4 separate regions of the Mus musculus genome follow, and regions 1, 2 and 4 are each linked to region 3. The links are chromatin contacts, called in public promoter capture Hi-C and targeted proximity ligation maps. All regions are on one chromosome and are shown on one strand. The core of a region is the stretch at or near the end of the contact, and the rest is flanking DNA. Distances in the headings are between cores, read along the strand shown. Region 1 overlaps Syt7 (synaptotagmin VII). Region 2 holds the start of Lrrc10b (leucine rich repeat containing 10B). Region 3 holds the start of Dagla (diacylglycerol lipase, alpha). Region 4 holds the start of Ppp1r32 (protein phosphatase 1, regulatory subunit 32).

Region 1 (5,042 bases), core at 1,411-3,910, 130 kb before region 3:
TAACTTGAAGTCAGGTTTGTGGCCAGCAACTGTGGGTTCCTGGCTACTTGTCTTGGCTCCTGAACTTAGACCTTAGTTTGAACTTGACCTTGGGCTCCATCCAGTGGCTGAATGGGGATTGCACTGTGTGTGTTTGGGACTGGGGCTCATTTAGCCCATAGGGCCTCTAATGCTCTCTGTTGAAAAGATGTTCTTGAACTTGTGACCCCTGTCTCTATCCCCTGACTGATGGGTCACGTGCCACCACACCTAGTTGATTAGGTGCTAGGGACCAAACAGTGCTTCATGCCAGGTGAGCACTCCACCACCTGAACTACACTTAGGCCCATTGCTGATGCCTCTGCTTAGTCCCTGGCTGATCTCATAGCCCACAGGCTCTATCCTAGGCCCACTCAGGATGTGGCTTCCTGATGTCCTCACATCCTAAGCTCGCAGCAGTCATCTTCCCCTGAACTTTACTTCCAGAACCTGCATTCGGGGAGGGGGGTTGGGGACCATGGAACTTAAGACTGTGGGACTCCCAGGAGGGTAAAAGAATTCATGGCACAAGTAGGCAGAGCCAGCCAAAACTACCTGCACCCTCATTCCCTCTCATATTATGGGGGAATCTTAGGCCATTGTAGGTGTGGGTAGCCTCAGCCCCACCTAAGTATGCTCTATCTCATGGAGGAAATCTGGTCTGTCTGGGCAGACTTCACCTCTAAAGGGAAGGAAGCTAAGCACCCACGTGCTTTCTCAAGGCCCAACTCTGAGCTCTAGTAAACAAGCCATTGCCATGGCAACTAGGCTGCCCAACTTTCTCCTCCCCTGCCCCAGCAGTAAGCCTTAAAGGACATCAAGCCAGCCTGTGCCAGGTCCCATGCTCCCTAGAGAGGTTGGTTCTGTCCACTTCTAGGTATCTGACTCCTGGCCCTCAGCCTCAGCAGCCTGGGGTCTGGACAGCACCACAGAGTGAGGTCACAGGTCATACTCTGGCCTGCTTATCTTTACTGTCACTGTTAATATGAATGACCTGGCACTGGCAGAGGACTGGGTAATTAGACTTGCCTTCCCACCTCCGGGCATCTGTGGAGCACACGAGAGAGAGAGAGATGGGCCTGTACTTCCTTCCGCTGCTTGCTGGAGTCTGCCAGCCTCTCCCTCAGGGCAGTAAGGGGCTGGCCAGCTGACTGGGAAAGGGCTGTCCCTTCTGGGAACTTGACTACCGGGAAATAGCACCAATTAGGGGGCTAGGCAATGAGGCAGGGTGGTCTGTGGCAATGGGCTGCACAGAGCAAAAGACAACCAGCCTACACAGAGTTGTAGTTGCAAACGGGCCAAGGGGCATGCAGACGCACGCTCCACCTCAGGCCTGATGCCTGGAAACATGAGTCCTTACCCGGAAGCCTTGTGACTCTGTGTGCACATTGCTACTTGAGATAGGACAGACTGGCAGCCCCGGAAACTGTGAGACCCTGCCTTCTCAGTATGGGAACCCAGTGGAAAGAGAAGGTGCTGGGTCCCCACCATAACCCTCTCTAAGCCTTCCTTCCAGGAACTCCCGGCCCACCAGATCCTTAACTGGTTCTTGTCTGCCAACTTGCCAAGCCTGTCCTTGGGCCTCTGGAAAGAACAAGTAGCTGTAACACATTGGTGCCACCAGGGGGTGTCATGAGAACTGCAGCCTCAGCTAAGGTGAACAACCTAGCCTGGGACTATAAGCCAGTCAGCCACAGAGCAACCGAGGTCACTGGTGGGCTACAAGACCGTCACCCCTGGGATCTCCACCTTACTACCATCTCTGCCATTTTAGGGAAGAGGCATGTGCCTCCATGCCACTGCCCCACAGCTTCTCCTCCCAGGACATTAAAAACATCTTGTATGAGTAGGATTTCCTAGTCTTTTTCTCAGCTCAGAAAAGGACCAAAGGAAGACAAATGAGGAAACTGAGGCACGGAGAGGCATTTCGATGAAAGATGGGGGTGGAGAGGAGCGGGCCTCAGTCAGTCAGCAAAGCCACCTGGCTGGGACTGAGTACCTAAGTCTCTGACTGAGTTGACTACTTCTGGTCCCCCAACAGCCCGTCCCCAACCCTTCTCACCATGAGCATCTCGCTGGTAAGGGAGTTGACGAGGTCCGAGACAGAGGAACGGGTCTCCGTTCTGCGGTCAGACTCATCGTGTGGCGTCTGGCCGGGCACTGGGGCTGTATTCACAGCCTTCCCTCCTGCAGGCAACCTGGAAGTGGGGGTAGGGAGTTCCAGTGAACACAGGCTTCAGGTAGGGCTGGGCTGGGCTCCATGGGCCTGGGTAGCCACAGGATCTTCTCTGAGAAATCAGCCCTTGTCACTTCCTGTGGGCCAGCAGGAGTGAAACCCTTGTTCACAGAAAGCCTGGTGTTTCCTGAAGACTCACAATTGGGGATCATCCTTCTTGAGCCTCTGTCTCAGGTGATTGGCTGAGCTGCCTTGTGGGGGCTGTTTAGAGGGAGCCTGCACACTTCCTGTTACTCCCCAAAGCCCCCCAGCTCTCTGGCTTACATGGCTATTCTCTGAGCTCCTCAGCTCTGCGGAGACCTGTTCCATCCAGTCTGGAAAGGGGAGGCACTAGGTGGCCTGTCCAGGTGTCTCGCCACGTCATTACCCTCTATAAACACTCCACAGCCTCTCTCCCAGAGCCCCACCTGTGTTTGCTCGGCCTGAGCAGAGCCAAGGTGTTCTTCAGCTTATAGCCAAGGTGAGGCGGGGACCACTGTCCACATGGCTCTGTTTGGCAATGTCTCTCTGCTGTGATAAAGTGTTCTTGAGCTGTCTCACTCAGTACCAGCCACGTGCTTGGAATCTCTATATTACATTTGCATGCTGCCAGAGTGAAGCACTGTGCACATGCCTGTATGTGCATATGGATATGCACATGTATATGCGTGTATGTGAAGGCCTTGATTGCCATTCCTCAGGTGCTGTCTCTATTGTTTTTGATACAGGGTCTCTTATTGGTTTGGAGCTTGTAAAGTGTGGCTAGCTGGTGGGTTACAGGAGCCTGCCTGACTTCAGTGCCTCAGCACAGGGTTTCCAAAGCCACTATGCACAGCTTTTCTTTTTACATGGGCTCTAGAGGCTCAGGTCCTTGTGTTTTTACTGACTGAGCCATCACCCCAGCCCTGAGCATTAACGCTTTAATCTGATTTAATACAAGCTCTTTTACCAGCTGAAGATGTAGCTGTATGATAAAGTGCTTGCTTATCCAACATTAATCAAGACCCTATGTTCTATTTCTAACATGGCACAAGAAGTGCCCATTCAGCCTTAACAGCCATTTAGGGCAAGAGATAACCCCGTGAGCCCTAGTCCCCACCCCGTTCCCCACTCACACAACACATTTGATAAGATTCTCACCCAGAGTTAGAGAAAGGCAGGCTGCCACCTAGCAGGCAACCGTGTCCATACCCGATGCCATGCTGGTTCAGGGGGCCGGGATTTCTGGTTTAACAGTCAGGTGGTTAGCCCAGGCTCCATTCAGCTGGGACTTAGGAAGGGACGACTAAGACCCTGCCCAGGGACCAGGCTGGAATGTCTCATGAGGAGGAAAAGGTGGGAACAGGCAGTGAGGAAGAGATGGTGTAGGGCTTAGGGAAGGCTAAAATTAAACAGCTTTGAGAGCACAGAGCCACACAGGCTGGATACAAGCCACATCCCCTGGCACAGACCAGCTTGAAGTACATGGGCGGCCACAGCAGGCAGATACATACATGCTCAGAATATGCCAGGCCCTGGGAAGACACCAGGATCCAACAGCAGGGCGTGCACACACAGACACACATACATACACATAAAAACTCACACAAGCCCAACAGATATCTAGAGTGACAGGGAGAAGACAGCAAAGGCGACAGGCACAGTGCAGCCAGCACCTCTGTGGTAACACACACAGCTGAGGGCATACTTAGATCCCTAAAGGTGGAGGGCGGGGGAGACCCAGCCACGCGAAAGTGTGCATGTGAATTAGAACAAAACAGAAGCAGGAAAGGCAGGGACAGCCGGCCATCAGGTGCACCATACACCTGCTGTTGAGACCCTGGCCTTGCGCTGAGACAGGGCATAACATGTCCACCCACCTGCCTGCCCTCTCCCTGAACACCCTAGAGGTGCGGACACACCAGTGCACAGAGTAGCAGGTACATACAAGCCCACCCCCCCAGGACCACACACACACACATACAGAGACACGTGCTCACACAGACAGGCACGGGGAGGAAGAGGAGACTGAAAATAGCTGGAGAGGTAAAGTCAGGTTAAAAATAGAGCAGGAGAGGAGAGAGCGTGAGATTGACTACTGAAGGTATGAGAAAGTCGGAGTTATTTTGGCCACACCACAGCGTCAGCATAGCTGCAAAGCAGCCTGGGAAAAGATGGTCAGCACCCCTGAAGCTGTCGGAGGTCACAGGACAGAGAGATAGGCATAGGGATCAGCAGAGGGAGAGGCCGAGGGGCTGGTCACTGGCCCAGGGACACCCCTGTGAGGAGCAGATGGAAGGAGGAGACAGAGAGAAGAGAGACAGAGAAAGAGGGGAGAGGCGAAGAAAGGTTAGTCAGACGTGTGGAGAAGGCTGCTGGGTGGACAAGGGGACAAGGAGGAGCGAGGCGGCCGACAGGAGAGGCAGAGAGGAGGCGGGGGACACACAGAGGCGGAAGAAACATGGTGGCTTCGGAGGAGGCGAGCAATGGGGGTGGCCTGGTCCGCTCTGCCCCCCACTCGGGGTGAGGGTGGGGCCACGGTGGAAACCATTTGGATCCCAAGGAGCAAAGGTGAAATGCTGGAAAGATGGCCATGAGAGCGCAGTGGGTGGTGTGGGAGAATGAGTGGGACAGACGGCAAGGGTGGATGCTCCATCCCCCATCCCACTCCTACACCTAAGAGTACCTGAGATAGATGTTGAGGCCCAGGGCTTGGGAGATTCTGGAAGGGAGCCCCCAGGGGACAAAGAAATGTTGAGTGGGTAAGAGGCAGACTGTCCCTAACATCCCCGTACCTTGATAGATACCCATCCTTTCTGTATGAACCCTG
Region 2 (5,228 bases), core at 736-3,235, 150 kb before region 3:
GAGGTGTGAAGGGACTTCTGAGTCGTAGGAATGGAGCACGAGGGCTGGGGTATAGCTCAGTTATTACCGTGCTTGCCTAGCACGTGCTGGGTTTGATCACCAGCACCATACGATCAGGACATGGTGATGCACACCTGTAATTCCAGCACTAAGGAGGTGGGAAGACCAGAAATTTGGCCATCTATTGAGTTGGAGGAGAGTTTGAGTTATATGAAACTCTGTAACTAACAAACAAAGGTACAAAAAAAAAAAAAAGAAAGGGGAAAAAAAACCCAACTGTGACAGCAAAGGTACACACATTTGTCAAAAATACACACAATTGCACTGACATTCCCAGCCCTTCCTTCCTTCCTTTCTGTCTATTTATCACTATTTCCTGTTTTCAGATAGGTTCTTACTATGCTGCCAGTCTGGTTAACATAGCTGGGCTAATAGATGTGAACACTCTACGCCCCCCTTTTATTGCCCACTCCCCATTCTGAGACAAGGTCTTGCTCTATATCTCATTAGCCTTAAGCCACTCTATAGCTTAGGATGACTTTGAACTTGCAGAAATCCTCTTGTTTCTGCCGGGAAAGATCTGGAATTACAGGCAGGAGCCACACCCCTGGGCTTTTGCTGTGTTGTTTCTCCAGGCTGGCTGATCAGCTGGGATTATAGAGGTAAACCAATGTGTCCTCCTTCCACTGTCCTAATTTCAAACTTCCATGGCAGTATGGATGGATTGGAGGACACTAAGTTCTGACAGCTAGGTCCTAGAGAAGGTGGGAGTGGGGCAGGGAGGAGAAAGTGGTCTGTTGACTGAGCGCTCACGGTACAACCTCTTGTCCCTTGTATAACCCTCAAGCAGGTTTTTCTAATCTCAGGAGGCCGCTTTCCTCCTCATTTCTGTGGGATTAATAATTCCTTTCTTAGTTTTTGCATTGTGAGTCAGAGACTCTGTTGAGGAAAAACTCGCTGGAGGGGTGGGTGGAATGCTGTGTTTTCTTTTACTGGGAAGGTGTATGCTTAGGAGTTGGGTTCTTGAGTCACACTGCCTGGCTTCAAACGCCAGCTTTTCTGGTCAACCAAAGCTTAATGTCTTTGAGCCTTGCTCAATGCCTCTTTTTTAAAGTATGGGAAGTAGCTTTTGGCAAAGTGACAGACACGTGGAGCTCTGGCAGAGAGAAAAGGGAGGAGGCTAGTGAGAGCAGCCGAGTCATAGAACCAAGATGATTGTTGTCGGTGCCACTCAAAGGTAGGCGCTTGTCCCAGTCCTCTGCCCACCATGGCCACACATAGACCTTGGGTGTTCTCGGAGGGGCTTGGGTATGAGCGGGTGCTAGAGCACCAGCAATGGGCGGAATCCGGGGAGGGCGGAGCCAAGCATAGTCCCACAAATCCTCAGATCTAAAAAAGACCAGAACATAACATTGTTCCGAGTTACTATCCTGAAGTGACCCCAACTGGGAGACTGGCCGCACGCCGCTGGACGTCGGGGGTGGAGGGGTAAAGTAAGTGACTTCGCCTTCAGGTACTACTCCAGTATCCCTCCTCCCTTTTTTCAGTCCCAGGTTTCTTCCTTCTGGACCCATTTTCCCTGAAGCACACACAGCTACACCAACCAAATGGCCTGCTGCGGCAAGTTTAGACAGCGTCGGACGTCGGGGCTCAGCGCTAACTAGCCCTGTGCCGGGTTTGCGCTCAGCCGCCGCCTGGGCTCAGGCTGGCTCACGGATAGGCTAGCTATCCAGGGACCAGCTTCAGCTTCAGGACCCTTCTCACGGTCCTCCTTGGCCCCGCCCCACCCCGCCCTCCCTTTGCCTATTGGCAGCCGCACGCGCGTCGGGGGTTGCCAGGGCGACGGGTCGCTAAGCTGCAAGTCAGCTCGAACTCCAGCCAGTCGGCCTCCGGCGGAGGCAGCGGGGGAGGCCGAAGGGCGGGTGGCCGAACGCGGTGCGGGGCGGCGGGGCCCAGGCGGGCGCCTCCTCTCGGCTCGGCACGGCCCCCCTCCCGGCACACAGGCAGGCCGGGGCGGGGGGCCCCCGAGGCCGGAGCGGCCCGGGCCCCGTCGGGGCGGCCAGGGCGTGGCGATGCCGGGTGGTGGCAGCGGCGTCCCGGGCCGGGGCCCGTGACCATGGGCATCGCAGAGTCCACGCCGGACGAGCTGCCGTCGGACGCCGAGGAGCAGCTGCGCAGCGGCGAGCAGCAGCTGGAGCTGAGCGGGCGGCGGTTGCGGCGGCTGCCTAGCGCCGTGTGCGCATTGAGCCGCTTGCAGAAGCTGTATGTGAGCGGCACCGGGCTGCGCGAGCTTCCCGAGGAGATCGAGGAGCTGCGCGAGCTGCGCATCCTGGCGCTCGACTTCAACAAGCTGGAGCGCCTGCCCGACGGCCTGTGTCGCCTACCGCGCCTCACGCGCCTCTACCTGGGCGGCAACCGTCTGCTGGCGCTGCCACCCGACTTTGCGCAGCTGCAGAGCCTGCGCTGCCTCTGGATCGAAGGCAACTTCCTGCGGCGCTTTCCGCGGCCGTTGTTGCGCCTGGTGGCGCTGCAATCGCTGCAGATGGGCGACAACCGGCTGCGCGCGCTGCCCGCCGAGCTGCCGCGCATGACCGGCTTGCGTGGCCTCTGGCTCTACGGCAATCGCTTCGAAGAGTTCCCGCCCGCGCTGTTGCGCATGGGCCGGCTGCACATCCTAGACCTCGACCGCAACCGCCTGGGCGGCTTCCCCGACCTGCACCCGCTTCGTGCGCTCCGAGTTTTCTCCTACGACCACAACCCAGTCACTGGACCCCCGCGGGTGGCAGACACCGTTTTCCTAGTGGGCGAGGGAGCCGTCGAGCGCATGGCTGAGCGCGACGAACCCATTCCGCGGCAGCCAGCCCGGCGTCCAACCCGGGCCTTTGATGATGAGGAGGAAGAAGACCTACTCATAGGAGGCGCAGGACCCAGGGCTCTGGGGCCCACCAGGGACAGCCTCCGAGCCTTGGAAGCTCCTCCAGGATTGGGCACCTGAGCCTCTTCCCTGAGTGATGGGTTGGCTACTCTGGAAGAAGGGACTCTGCGAGGTTGTGGTTGTTTGGATATACGGTGTTGCTGGGCCTCTTACTTGGGGCAGTGAAGGAGCATCATTGAATGAGCTGCCCGGCACAGGCAGGCCTGAGGCCATCTTCAGACAGTACTAGGCAGTAAGAAAGAGTCCCTGGGCTGACCTCTGGGCAGTTTTCAGACCAAGAAGTCTGGGATAGAGCCACTGATGGCACGACAGATGAACCGGTTCTCACCTGGAACCAGGGCCATCACTTATCCGTAGAATCATCCCTACTCTGACTCTGGATGTCAGGGCATCTATAACTTTCACTTGGGGTTTGGATCGCCTAGGCCTACCCTAGGAGACTGTATGGGGCAAACTCTCCATGTGTGTGTGTGTGTGTGTGTGTGTGTGTGTGTGTGTGTGTGTGTGTGTGTGTGTTGGGGGTGGGGCCGGGGGAGTTCTGGCCAGAGGCAGGGCATAGGGACTATGTCCAAGACAGAAGTAGACATAGACTGGGGCCCCAGTTCTCCACCCTGATAGCTGTATGTATGGTACACAGAAGAGAAAGGTCTCCACCCATCTTTCCTCCGGATCTTTTCTCTCAGCCTGTGCTGCACTATTGCCGGGCAAAGAGAGATCTTTCCTCTCCTGCAGCCTGTGCCCTCAGTTATCAAGTGTGAGAAGATGCCACTGTGCCTCTAGGGCCTCCTGCCCCAAGAGAGAGGGGCTCTGCACTCTAGGAGGTTGCTCAGGGCCTCTGTACTGCCTGCACTCTCCATTTCCTTACATGGGCACAGCCAGGGTGGCTGGCACGGCATGGGGCACTGGACAGGCACCATGTGCCTCTACTCCGTCACCAGGGACAGCCTCTGAAGGGCTGAGGAGACAAGCTCTGCTATTCCCAGGGCCAGATCCAAGCAATAATAGGAGGTGAGGGCCAGAGGACACTCAGGGACACTGTCAGGGGCTGGAGCCCCAGAAGGTAGTGTTTTCTTTAGGAAGAAAAAAAAAACCTTGTAAACATAAATTTTATTTCTTGGAGAAAGAATGTGTGTTTCCCACATGTCTATTTATTTATAAGCCCGGGAGCACCAAGTTCCACCGCTGTGGGTGCACCTCCCCCACCCAAGTGCCCCAACTCTGTGTCAGGATGACCCTGGCCAGCTGTTGTGTCTGTCCTTCTTGTCTGGGGAACAAGTGCCTGTTGCAGAAGGAAATAGCATTACTCCCTGAAGCTGGTCACCTGGCATCTTCGGATGTCCTCATGTTCTGGCTCACCCTACCCTTGGTTGTGCTGTAGGGGTCATCTGCAGCTTGGTTCTTGGGATCTAATTCTTGGATCTCCCACCAGCTGGGCTGCCCTTCCTCTATTTGCTGGACAGTACTGGCCCCTCCCACTCTGTGACTATACTTGCCCTATTCTCCTTTGCCTTTCTCAGCCTCAGTTCCTTCAGTTTTGCCCCCCCCATCACCATGGCAACAAGAGCTGATGTCATATATGGAGCCAAAAGGTCAGGCTCAACCCAGTAGCTGGGCTAGTACATTGGGCTGGGCTCTGGGTAGGGAGGAGGCTGGATATAGATCTAGAGTGGGATAAGACTACACAGGCAGACAGAATGAAAGGTGGGGAGTAAGATTAACATGGGACCCAACCGTAGGCTTTGTTTTTGTTAAGGCTCCTTCTGGGGCTCTGGGGCTCTCAGGAACCTCCCTTACGTGGGGGTAAGGATTTGAGAGGTGAGGTTATCAGGTAGCTTGAGTGAGAGCTGCAGCCCACCAGGGACTGACCTCTGGCTCCAGAACTTGTCAGGTACAGGGGAAACCACCATGGACCAGGTCTGTCCTTGCTCCTGGTTCTGCTCCTGGTTCTGCAATTGGTTGAATGACCCTGATGAAGTCTTGGATAAATGGGCCTTAGTTTCTCCATCTGGAGTGGAGAAGTTGGATTTTTAAGTCTGATGCTCCAGCCCAAGACTCCACCCACTGTTTTATCCACCATTCTTTCCTGTGTAGCTACAGCTCAAGTTTCCTTTCTGATCTTTCTGCTCCCCTGTCCTGACTCACCCAAGGCCAGATGGTCTGAGCAATGCCCTACAGTGGACTCTCCTGCATCATCCCGAGGTGTTCATGTTCATCCCTCGCCCCCTTATTTTCTTCCTTCCTTCCTTCCTTCCTTCCTTCCTTCCTTCCTTCCTTCCTTCCTTCCTTCCTTTCT
Region 3 (5,434 bases), core at 1,246-3,745:
GGCAAGCCTAAATAGAGAGGCTCTGTCTGGAAATGGCCCGGCGCCAGGGAGACAGAGACAGGAGGATTCCTAGTGCTCACTAGCCAGCCAGTCCAGCCAGTCAGTGAGTTAGAGAGTCCTGGTCCAGTGAGAGACAGTGTCTCAAAGAATAAGATAGATAAGGTAGACAGTAACACAAACACACACACACACAGAATGAGACAGACAGACTCCAGAGACCCTATGCACTGCCACTGAAGGCCTTGAAGGATTAAGACTTAGGTCAGCCTGCTAGCCAAATGAGACATGGCCAGAAGGCAAAGAGGACTAAGGAGTCAGAGGTAGGAAGTCATGGACTCCTTCCAGGAGTTCAAAAGCAGCTGCAAAAATAATGCCTGCAGCCTCTACCTGTGCTTCCTTGTTCCTCAGTCACATTGCTGAATTCTAAATAATTAACTAATTCCTTTTGTCTGTTTGGGGGTTGGTGATTGCACCCGGGATCTCATGTATGCTCAAAATAGAGCATTAGATGTTTAGTGTCTGATGGGAATGATCAAGATTGAAATCGCTTTTTCTTACCTTTCCCTTTCCCCTTTCCCCTAGTTTCACAATGACAATTTCCCAAACTTTCACATGCACAGAGATCCCCTGAGGGTTTTGTAATCAAGCTAAGATCTTGGGTCTGAGGCTCGGAATTTCTAGTAAGCTTCCCTACGGCATGTCCTTGTCCGTGTCACATACCTAGCTGAAAGAGTTCAGAGATTATGTTAGTAGCAGTGAATAATCCTGGTGTGGGATGCCCTACATGGGGCTCACTGATGCAGCTGACCAAGAACAGGACATCACCTTGAGAATCCCAGTAGTATTAGCCTCCCACATTATAGAACTGGTCAGAACTGGTTTGTCGAGGATTGGATACATGGGGATGATGATGATGGTGATGGTGGTGATGATGATGGTGTGTGTGTGTGTGTGAGTGTGTGTGCGAGTGTGTGTGTGTGTGTGTGTGTGTGTGTGGAACTTGTGTAGTTTTCTATGTGCCGGACAGCTAAGGGGTAGACTGTAGTAGACTATTTAGGGATGGCCACGTGGGCATGCTTTCTCCATTAGGAACTTTGGTGAGTAAGGAAAAGAGCTGATTTTGCAGAGTCCTTTCTGCCTGGCATCAGTTGATCTACCATGGTTCACAGGACCAATATAATTCTTTCTTCCAGGTGTCTGGGACTTTGAAGCAAGAGATATTATCTCCAACTGTGTGGTTTGAATGGACCATGACAATCTAGAGATAACGTCCCTGAACCCAGGCCTCCCCAGATTTCTGAACTTCCTGAGACATCGGGAGCTCCTCTCCAGGAATTCTTGAAGTGCTCATATTTGTTCCCCAAATCCATTTTCTTTACCTAAGCCAGAGCTTATCTTTGCAATAACCGTAGATGCTACCGAATTGCCTGGCGAGGGGCTGAACTCTGCAACGAGGAGAAGTCTGTCCCGGATGCAGGGTTTCACTTTCAGTCAGATGTCCACCTATGTCCTCCAGGCCTACAGAACAAGTCAATCATCCTGACGTCATTCTCAGAATGACGTCTGAGCCCAGGAAACATTTCACACGCTTGCTTTCTGCGTTACTTTCCTTTCGACCTCTCATATCTTTCTGCTCGACTTTGGAGACTTAACTGATTGCATCATCATGACCGCTAGATCCAATCTTACCTATGACCCCCTGTGCAGCTGCAGCTCTTAGCTTAGCCCCCATGTGACCTGATATCTCTAAGGGCAAGCCTGCTCCCACCCACTCCCCAGACTCAACCCAGAACACCAGCATAGCTGTGTCCCTGCCAAAAAGCAGCTTTCAGGAAGGCGAGTTGAGCGACTTGCGCATGAATGGATGGGCGTGTGTGAAGGAGAACAGGAGGGGCGATTTTCTTCATTTATCAGAAAATCAAAATTGATCAAACTCCCCTTTTGCTGTCAGGCACTATGCTGGGTGTTGAGGAGGGTGAGAGTAGGGGGGAAGAGGAGGACATAGATAAAGATGTGTCCCAACTCCTCAAGACGCTGCTAGGTCCCCTGAAGGAGGTGGAACCCATCTCTCTCCTTTCCTCCCCCAAACAAACCAGTTCTCCGGTGATCCTACTTGCTATTTTTCATCTCCCACGCTAAACCCTGTCACGCGGGACCTGAAGGAGGGGAACCCAAGCAGCTACCGTGCCCCTGTTCAGTGCCCACGGTCCAACCCCTTTCGTCTGCCCACGGAACCCCCGTGGAGGCCTCAGCCCCGCGCCCACCGCCCCCACGCGCGGGGATCCAGGGCTCCACCACCTCGGGCCTGCGCGCCTCTCCCCTCCCTGGCGCTAGGGGGCGCTGCCGCCCCACGGCCGTCGCCATGGTCACCGCTGGCGGCGGAGTGGGGTTTACGTAAAGGACGCAGCGTCCCCCGGGGGGCGGAGGCGGCCTTCGCGCCGGCGCCGGCGCCCTGCGGAAGCAACGTTAGTGAATAGGGGCCTTGGGGAGCCCAGGATGGAGGTGGCGGTCGCAGTGGCCGCGGCGGGCCGAGCCCTGCGGCGGGCCGGAGGTAAGGGGGCCCGGGCCGAGTCCCGGGCGCAGGAGCTCTGCGAGCGGCGTGGCGGGCTGGGCAATGTCCACTGCGCGCGGTGGCCGGTCCGACAGGTCCGCGGGCGGAGGTGCGGCTGCCACGCGCGCTCGTGGCAGGTGTGAGGTCCGCGGAGCCCCGGGCCACCGGCGTGGGGATGGTGACACGCATGGCACGGGCGTGGGCAACGTGGATACAGCACGGGCAGCGTGATTTTTCCTGGCGAGGGTGTCAGAAGACTCACCCCCGCCTTGGTGTAGCGGTGGCCGCCCAGGTGTGAGGAGGGTGCACCCTCTGTACAGGAGGGCGATGCACGCAGCTGGTGCTGGTGGGTGGCCAGCTGATGCTGGGCCGTGATGGTGCGGTGGGCATGGGTGTGAGAAAGTGCTGCCATTGCTTGGATGTTGGTTGGCATGGTTCTGGCCTTGGGCTTGACATGGTTTGGAGTGATGGTCCTGGGGGCTTAAAGAATCAATGTCCTGGGCATGACTAGTGGCTCCGGCCCTGCTGTGAGAAATGGCCTTGGCTTAGCGCAGTGCCCTGGAATGACTAATACTGTGAGGGAAGACAGGTGGCCCTCAGACCCTGGTAAATAAGAGGGTAAATACCCACCCTTACAGGGAGATCAGTAGGGGCGACGTCTCTGTCATGGGGCTCAGCATTAATGCCTGTTGGTGTGCTGGCCTTGGGGCAGAAGGCTGGAAGAAGGTTGGTGTTTTTTATGATGGATGAGAATAAGAGACACCATGTGTCTACCATGAGGTTCTTGGTTGCTGTCCCAGGTAGAGCTCTGCTCAGTTATGAACCTTTACCTGGCTCATGAGTCCTCCCCCATTTGGAGGAAGATGGGAGGAATAGGTGGTTCTCACTGGTGGTCCTTGTTTCTGATTATAGGAGACTCAGAAGGGTATAGAGAAGTAGCCCAGGCTACGTCGTCCCTGGGCCCTTCCTTTCACTTGGTTGATGGCGGTGCTACTGGGTTTCTGGGAATTGTATCTTTTGGGCTGCGTGGAAGATGGTTCTGTGGCTACTGGGAGTGTTTGGAGATTGCATATATCCTAACTAGTCTTCTGAGAAGCTTTGGAGAAGGTCCCCCATCTCTCTATCTCTTTCCTTCCCTCCCTCCCTCTATCTCTCCCCCCTCCCAGCCCCCATCTCCTTCCTCCTCTCATTGCCACATGATGTCCCACTTCACAGAGCATCAGTGGGCAGACCCCTAGAGACGTTGAAGACTTCAGGGTGTTATGGGTTTCTTGGGGGGGAAGGCACAGAAGTAGAAGCAAAGAGCTGAGCTTTGCATGAGAAGGGTGTTTCTTTGCCAACATGGGTGCTTGGAGAAGCCTCCCTCCTTTGAGGGAACTGAGTTAAGTTCCCTAAAGCTGACATGTTGTCCACTGTCTTTAGAGCCAGATAACTTGAATTCCAGTCTTTGGCTGTGTGACCTTGAGCTGGTGTTGTTACCTTTAAGAGTCACTTCACACAGTGATCCCAGTGGTCCCAGAATGAAGGAGACTGTGCGTGGAGAATTCTATAAGCAGCAAGAGGCTATACGAAGGTCAGGGATTTCCATCAGGGCAAGAGACACAAGGTGGTTGGGAATAGAGGCATGGAATGTGACTGGGGAGGAAGGGAGACATAGGTTGAGGGTTTGTCATGGGAAATTAGAAACCCAGAGGATATATGCTCCTGGTGGGGGGATGTGGGATCTGTTGACACTGTGAGTCAGCTACTGAGCTGGAACCAGGCCCCGGGTCTCCCGAGGACGGTTCTAGTTCTGGACTTGGCCATGGCAAGTGTGGAGTTCTGCTGGAGTGGCCCACACAGGAGGAAGCTCTTTGCTTGGGCTGCACACACACCTCATTATCTGGGAAGGTCTGGGAGGTGTCTGTGGCTGACAGATCTAGGGTATCTGTGTGGGAGGGAGACTTGGAAAGTGTATTTTCTCTTGAGAATTTCCCTTGGTTCTGAGAATGGGAGTGGGGAGCTGTCACGTCAGCATTCTGGAGACCATGGCCTAAAGAAAGTGAACTGGGTCAGGGTTCCTACCAAGTGGTCCTGTAGGGGAGGCTGGGGCTGTAGGGCAGGGGGATAGGGGACAATGAATCCTTTAGACACATGGAGGAGGGAAAGAGTCAATGAGCATCCTTAAGGGTGTATCCCAAGGCTGGATAAATATGGTGAGAAGTCCCAAGATGTGCTTCAACTTCTGGCTGAACACTCTTTCCAGGTGGGGAAGGTGAGGGGAACTGTAAATTGCTCTATTTTGGGCCTTTATCTCTAGCATCCTTGTGAGTGTCCGCCATGACCACGAACTCACTGCAAAAGCTTGTTTCCTGAGGTACAAAGTTTTCTGCTCATGTGTTTCGCCGCAGTGTTGAACAGTAGGTAAAAAGTGTGGTGAGCTGACGTTTCCATGCTGTCCCATAGCTGCCACTTAGGCATAGCCTGGTGTGGTGAGTGTTTTCTTGGCAGTTCCCAGGTTGGCGTGAGGGGTGGCCCTGGCTATCTGCATGTTTCCTGAGGAGCCTTTCTACCTCCGGGGAGATAGTGCTTGGCACTTCACCTCCTGCCTGGAAAGCTTGCTGTCAAACAGATCTATTAAGGAGGAGGCCTTCAGTCTACTTATATCCCCTCCACTTGCCCTCCACACCTCCGTCTGTGTGTTCTGATTTGTGCCTCACCCTTATGTTTTGGGGCTCCAGGGCCCTTTCCAGCCACCCCTTGCCATCTGCTTGGGATGCTGGGACTCAGCACAGTGGAGCTGGGCAGCAGGTGGGATAGATCAGATGATGCTGAGAGGAGGAGTTGGCCTCTGTTCCCCAAAGCAGAGCTGAGCTTTCTGTGCTATCCCCAGGGTTTGAGAAT
Region 4 (4,897 bases), core at 2,137-4,636, 180 kb before region 3:
TGTCATCTCAGCTTGCAGACACAGAGACAGGCTCAGAGAAGTCCTACAGAGGAGATTTTGAGCTCAGTCTCCCTAAGAGAACTTTCTTTCGACCCATCACACGACCTTGTCTGAGATCCAGTGGAATTCCTGTCTTTATCTGTTTGGCCCAACCCTTTGCCTAGTGTCTTGGGAGATGGCTCAGTACGTAAAACACTTACCCCACAAGCAGGATGGCCTGAGTTTGGACACTTAGAAACCATATATAAAGCTATGCATGAGAGAAGAATCTTTTAATTCTTCCCATGGCAGGATGGGAGACAGAGACAGGCAGATTCCTGGAAGCTCAGGGACCAGATAGCACGACTTATGTGGTAAAGTTCCAGACCAATGGGAGACTGGGTATCAAAAATATGTGGAAAGAGCCTACAATGGTTAGTGTTCAGTTGTCATCGTGACAGGACATAGAATTTACTGGGAAATGGGCCACAGGGTCATATTGCTTTGTTTTTTGATACAATCTCTCTCTCTCTCTCTCTCTCTCTCTCTCTCTCTCTCTCTCTCTCTCTCTCTCTCTCTCTCTCTCTCTCTCTCTCTCTCTCTCTCCAGGCCTGTCTGTCTATCCTGGAAATAGATACATAGATAGGGCTTCAAACTCACAGAGGTATCCCTCCCTCTCTGCCCCTGGATTAATTGATGTGGGAAGATCTATTAAAATTAAGGATGAGACCGTTCCCTGGCCAGGGAGGGTACCCTAGACCGTATAAAATGGAGAAAGCTACCTGAACGGTAGAATGTATTCACTTGCTGTCTTAGAGGGCATAGGATTTCCTGGAGCTGGAATTACAGATGACTGTGAGTCACCTGAAATGACATTCTCTTCAAGAATGGAAAGTGCACTTAACTACTAAGCCACCTTTCCGGGCTCCGCTGTCTGCTATCTGCTTGTGCATGCAATGAGACCAGCTACTTCAGGTTTCTGTTACTTTGAATTCTCTGCCATGCAGGACTATACCCTTGGACCTGAATAAGCCCTTTGTCCCTAGAGTTGCTCTTTTCAGAGTATTTTGTCACAACAACAGGAAAAGAAACTGAGACAGTGGCTAAGTTCAGACACTAAGGCTGCCCGTTGACATGCACATGCATGCATACATACATTTACACACACACACACACACACACACACACACACACACACACACACACATACACACACACACACCATCTGGCTGGGATGGTTTGAATATGCTTGGCCCGGGGAGTGACACTATTAGGAGGTGTGACCTTGTTGGAGTAGGTGTGGCTTTGTTGGGGTAGGTGTGTCATTGTGGGAGTGAGCAGCCTTCAGAAGAAGATGTACAACTCTCAGCTCCTCCTGCACCATGCCTGCCTGGACACTGCCATGCTCCCACCTTGATGATAATGGACTGAACCTCTGCACCTCTAAGCCAGCCCCGGTTAAATGCTGTCCTTATAAGACTTGCCTTGGTCATGGTGTCTGTTCACAGCAGTAAAACCCTAACTAAGACGCCACCTCTCTCCAGAGTTTTCCCCTAACCCAGTAGATGGCCTTTATCTACTGGTGCTTGGCTAAGTGGTTCACAGTAACCTCCATTTTCCAGGAGGGACTGGAAACACATGCCCTGTATCAAGTCTCATATGTATTCAGTGACAAAGCCAGAGCTTGTGTCATGTCTGAGCTCATGATTCTGAGCTCAGGCTTTGACCTCTTCTCCAGGGGTGCCTTTGCTCTTTGCCCTAAGTGGGCCCCACCAGTGGCAGTCGCAATCTTACCATGTTTCATGTATGGAGCACCCATGAGCCTCTTTGTTGGAAAGCTGGGAGCTGCTTATTGGAGGCAAGGCTGCGTGCGTTCAGTCCTCTGGCCCGGTAACAGAGTCATGACTTTGGAGGGGGAGAATTCAGTGGGCCTCAGTTTGTCCTGAAGCCCTCCTAGACCATGATAACTTCTGAATCCGGAGTAAAGTGTGCTCGTGATCCCTGGTGCTGGTGGGGCTGATGTGGGATGTAGTAGGATTTGTTTCATGTGCCTGGCCCATATATGTGCTTATATCCTAGGCAGCACAGCCCCTTTCCCTCGGTCTTCCTTTTCTTCTGGTATCCCAGAAGAGAAGCTCACATTCTTGTAATAGCTAAAGGTTGGAAATCTACAGGCTGGCTGTTAAGCCCTGCTGTGTTAAAAGTTAAATTATTTAGCTGAGCAGTGGTGGCACATGCTTTTAATCCTAGCACTTGGGAGGCAGAGGCAAGTGACTTGAGTCCAGTATGGTCTACAGAGCAAGTTACACAGCTAGGGCCACACAGAGCAACATTGTCTCAAAAAATACCAAAACAAAAACAAAACCCAGAACCAAACAACATCAACAACAAAACCAACCAACCAAACAAACAAACAAAAACTAAAACAGTATTTAAGGTTCCCATTTGGGACACTGAACTGGCTGTTTGCAAGTAGCCATGATGGTGGAATTGGCAGATACTGAGCAGAGTTCTTCTCCACCCCTGGAGATCCAACTGTCACAATGTTTACAAGACTGAAAACCAACTTGAGGCTTGCATGCTGTTAACTGAAGTCTCTGCAGAGCTGGCCGGGAGCCTTTAGACCACAGCTTGCAAGTAAGTACCAGTGTTGCCCCTTCCTTTCAGCAGGTGTTGAACCCCTATCACCAGTCCTAAGTCACATACTTGACTAAGATAAGAAGTGACAGTGTAAAGAGGAAAGACAGCTCATCAAAGCCAACAAACAGGTCTGGTTGGAGCCTCAATTTTAACCACTGCTATGGTTATTGGCCATGTACCAAGAGCCCCAAGCTCATGGGGGAATCTGGGAAATTGTAAGAGGTAATGTGTGTAAAAAGGCTTAGGACAGATTTAGCTGGAGCAGAATATAGTAAAGATTAATTTACCAAGAGGCATAAAAGTGGGATCAGGATCCACCCAAGTGGAATCGCAACTATTTTGTTTCTTTTCCTTTTGGGGGGGGGTGGTGTTTTGTTTTGTTTGTTTTTTGAGATCTCTGGCCAGTCCAGTTGCTTTGCCTGTCTAAGCCTCTTGTTCCCCAGTGAAGAGAGGATAATAATAGCTACCTGGAAGAGCCGCTAGGAGGCTGGAGATAAAAGATGTAAAGTATCCACCGTGAGAAGTGGATACTTTGTAAATGGGAGAGATTGTCCAGGATTATCTTTTATTTCACATCAGTTAGACAAGCAACTCTTCGTGGTCTTGTCCAGGCAGCGTGGGACAGAGCCATGGAGGAAGGGCCAAATTTGTGCTATGCCTGGACTTCCCTTCCTAGACAGGTCAGCCCCTCAGTGGGCCATGGTTTGAGAAGGACTTCAGAGGCTTGGGACGCTGTTGCTAGGTGCTGGTTGCTAAGCAACACTCTGTTTCTTCTAGCTTGGCCATCTCCACCTCAGGAGGGCCAGCTTCTCTTGAGCAGCTCCAGCCTCTTGTGGCCTCTGCCGACCTCAGAGCTTGCTGCAGAGGGTAGGTGAGGGTGGGGCCTACTGTGTAGGGCCCCAGGAGAGCAAAGTCAACTTCCACAGGGAGGTGGGCGGGGGGAAGGAACTGAGTAAGAGATGGGGTGGGGGCGGGGCAGGTCTGGCAGGAGAGAAAGCTCAGGCAGGCGGTCATTTGGTCATGTACTCTCTAAGAAGCACATATAGGAGGTCAGACCAGAGGACTAGGAATTGGAGACCTCTTGTTAAGATCTTCAATTCATTTCTCAGCATCGTTTCTTGGCTCTAAAGTGGGGGCATTCGAATGTTGGTAAGAGACATGCCAGTGTGAGAGTTGAAGATGGGTTCTTTGTTTGACTTGGGATGCAGTTTCCAGAAACGGGAACAGGGCCTGTGAGGATGACTCGGGCCTCTGAGGGGGTGACTGTCATTGCAGAGGTTGAAGCCTGGGGTCAGGACTCACGAGATCTCCTGGGTTTCTTTTCAGGCCCGTGGGGCCCCTGCCTCACACATCATGATGGGGAAACTCCCTCTTGGGGTTGTCTCTCCATATGTGAAGATGAGTTCGGGGGGATGCTCTGACCCTCTGAAGTTTTATGCTACCAGCTACTGTACAGCCTATGGTGAGGACTCCTCTATGGGGTGCTACCTTCAGGACCCTGTATGGGAAGAGGGACCAGGAGAGGCACACACTCTAGGTCAATCTGAGCAGAGAGTGACCTGCCACATAGAGTGGCTCCATTCCCTGAGCCCAAGGCTCACACAATCAAGCTGGCCTTGTCTGGCTGTCCCCTTCCTTGGTCCTGTCACTGAAGTATGTCTGCACATGGCTCCTGTGACCCCATGCCACTGGCTCTGTTCTCTGGCATCATAGTCCTCCACGGGCCAGGCCTACACAGCTCCCAACACCTGGGTTGTTAGGAGTTCCCCTGGCTTAGGGTTCCTTAGGCCCTGGTGGCTGCTGGCTCTGCTTGGGAAGCCACTCCTCACCCTTCTGGTGGCCTTTGGTCCTGTTTCCTTCTTGCCCCTTGGCAGGTCGGGAGGAGTTTAAGCCCCGCCTGGGAAGCCATGTAGGCACAGGCTACAAATCCAACTATCGGCCCCTGGTCTCCTACCAACCGCACCTGGACACCCTGGACAATCCTGCCATAGGGTACAGTTTCCATTACTCCTTGTCTCCCTCCTCTGCTCTGCTGGATCTTAAATATTAGAGATGTCATTGCCCCAGGCTCCAAAGCAAGGCCTGAATGGCTCTGGGCATGCTGCCCAGTTTTGGCCCCGGGGCCAAGAAGGACTCTTAAAACATTTGGGAGAAGGATGGGAGATGATGCTCCTGGGAATAAGTACTGCAGCCCTCAACCCCAGAACAAAGAAGGTGGCCCTGGGGGGCCCATCTCTTGCTTCCTCCCACCCCTTAGGCAACAAATCCGAGACACTTC

Evidence for each region. Promoter capture Hi-C pulls out the DNA fragments that hold promoters and counts their contacts.
Region 1: a targeted proximity ligation map of forebrain shows a contact between it and region 3, with 3 times the contacts expected there. A contact is called at or near these places in 20 of 39 promoter capture datasets (the 3T3-L1 cell line, the C10 cell line, the HPC-7 cell line and 11 more), 2 of 484 Hi-C or Micro-C datasets (bone marrow-derived macrophages and embryonic fibroblasts), 6 of 130 datasets of targeted methods (the NIH/3T3 cell line, bone marrow-derived macrophages, embryonic stem cells and 2 more) and 4 of 9 other capture datasets (adipose tissue, embryonic stem cells, liver and 1 more).
Region 2: a contact with region 3 is called in a targeted proximity ligation map of pancreatic cancer cells. A contact is called at or near these places in 10 of 39 promoter capture datasets (the 3T3-L1 cell line, the C10 cell line, the HPC-7 cell line and 7 more), 1 of 484 Hi-C or Micro-C datasets (embryonic fibroblasts), 12 of 130 datasets of targeted methods (the NIH/3T3 cell line, bone marrow-derived macrophages, embryonic fibroblasts and 6 more) and 3 of 9 other capture datasets (adipose tissue, liver and pancreatic islet).
Region 4: a promoter capture Hi-C map of embryonic stem cells shows a contact between it and region 3, with 27 read pairs. A contact is called at or near these places in 9 of 39 promoter capture datasets (the HPC-7 cell line, cranial neural crest, embryonic stem cells and 3 more), 1 of 484 Hi-C or Micro-C datasets (bone marrow-derived macrophages), 13 of 130 datasets of targeted methods (SST interneurons, bone marrow-derived macrophages, embryonic basal ganglia and 9 more) and 5 of 9 other capture datasets (adipose tissue, embryonic stem cells, liver and 2 more).

What each region holds. Positions count from the first base shown.
Region 1 is chr19:10,432,724-10,437,765 of GRCm38.p6, reverse strand. Syt7 (synaptotagmin VII) reads right to left here. Exons shown (of 12, transcript NM_001373944.1): 7 at 2,081-2,216. Among named protein-coding and RNA genes, the nearest start is that of Lrrc10b, 22 kb to the left of the region's middle.
Region 2 is chr19:10,454,204-10,459,431 of GRCm38.p6, reverse strand. Lrrc10b (leucine rich repeat containing 10B) reads left to right here and starts at 1,985. Exons shown (of 1, transcript NM_001111140.2): 1 at 1,985-4,061. The coding sequence starts at 2,117. The coding sequence ends at 2,995.
Region 3 is chr19:10,301,938-10,307,371 of GRCm38.p6, reverse strand. It overlaps Dagla (diacylglycerol lipase, alpha), which reads left to right and starts at 2,495. Exons shown (of 20, transcript NM_198114.2): 1 at 2,495-2,551.
Region 4 is chr19:10,481,417-10,486,313 of GRCm38.p6, reverse strand. It overlaps Ppp1r32 (protein phosphatase 1, regulatory subunit 32), which reads left to right and starts at 3,386. Exons shown (of 14, transcript NM_133689.2): 1 at 3,386-3,486; 2 at 3,946-4,081; 3 at 4,494-4,611; 4 at 4,877-4,897. The coding sequence starts at 3,973.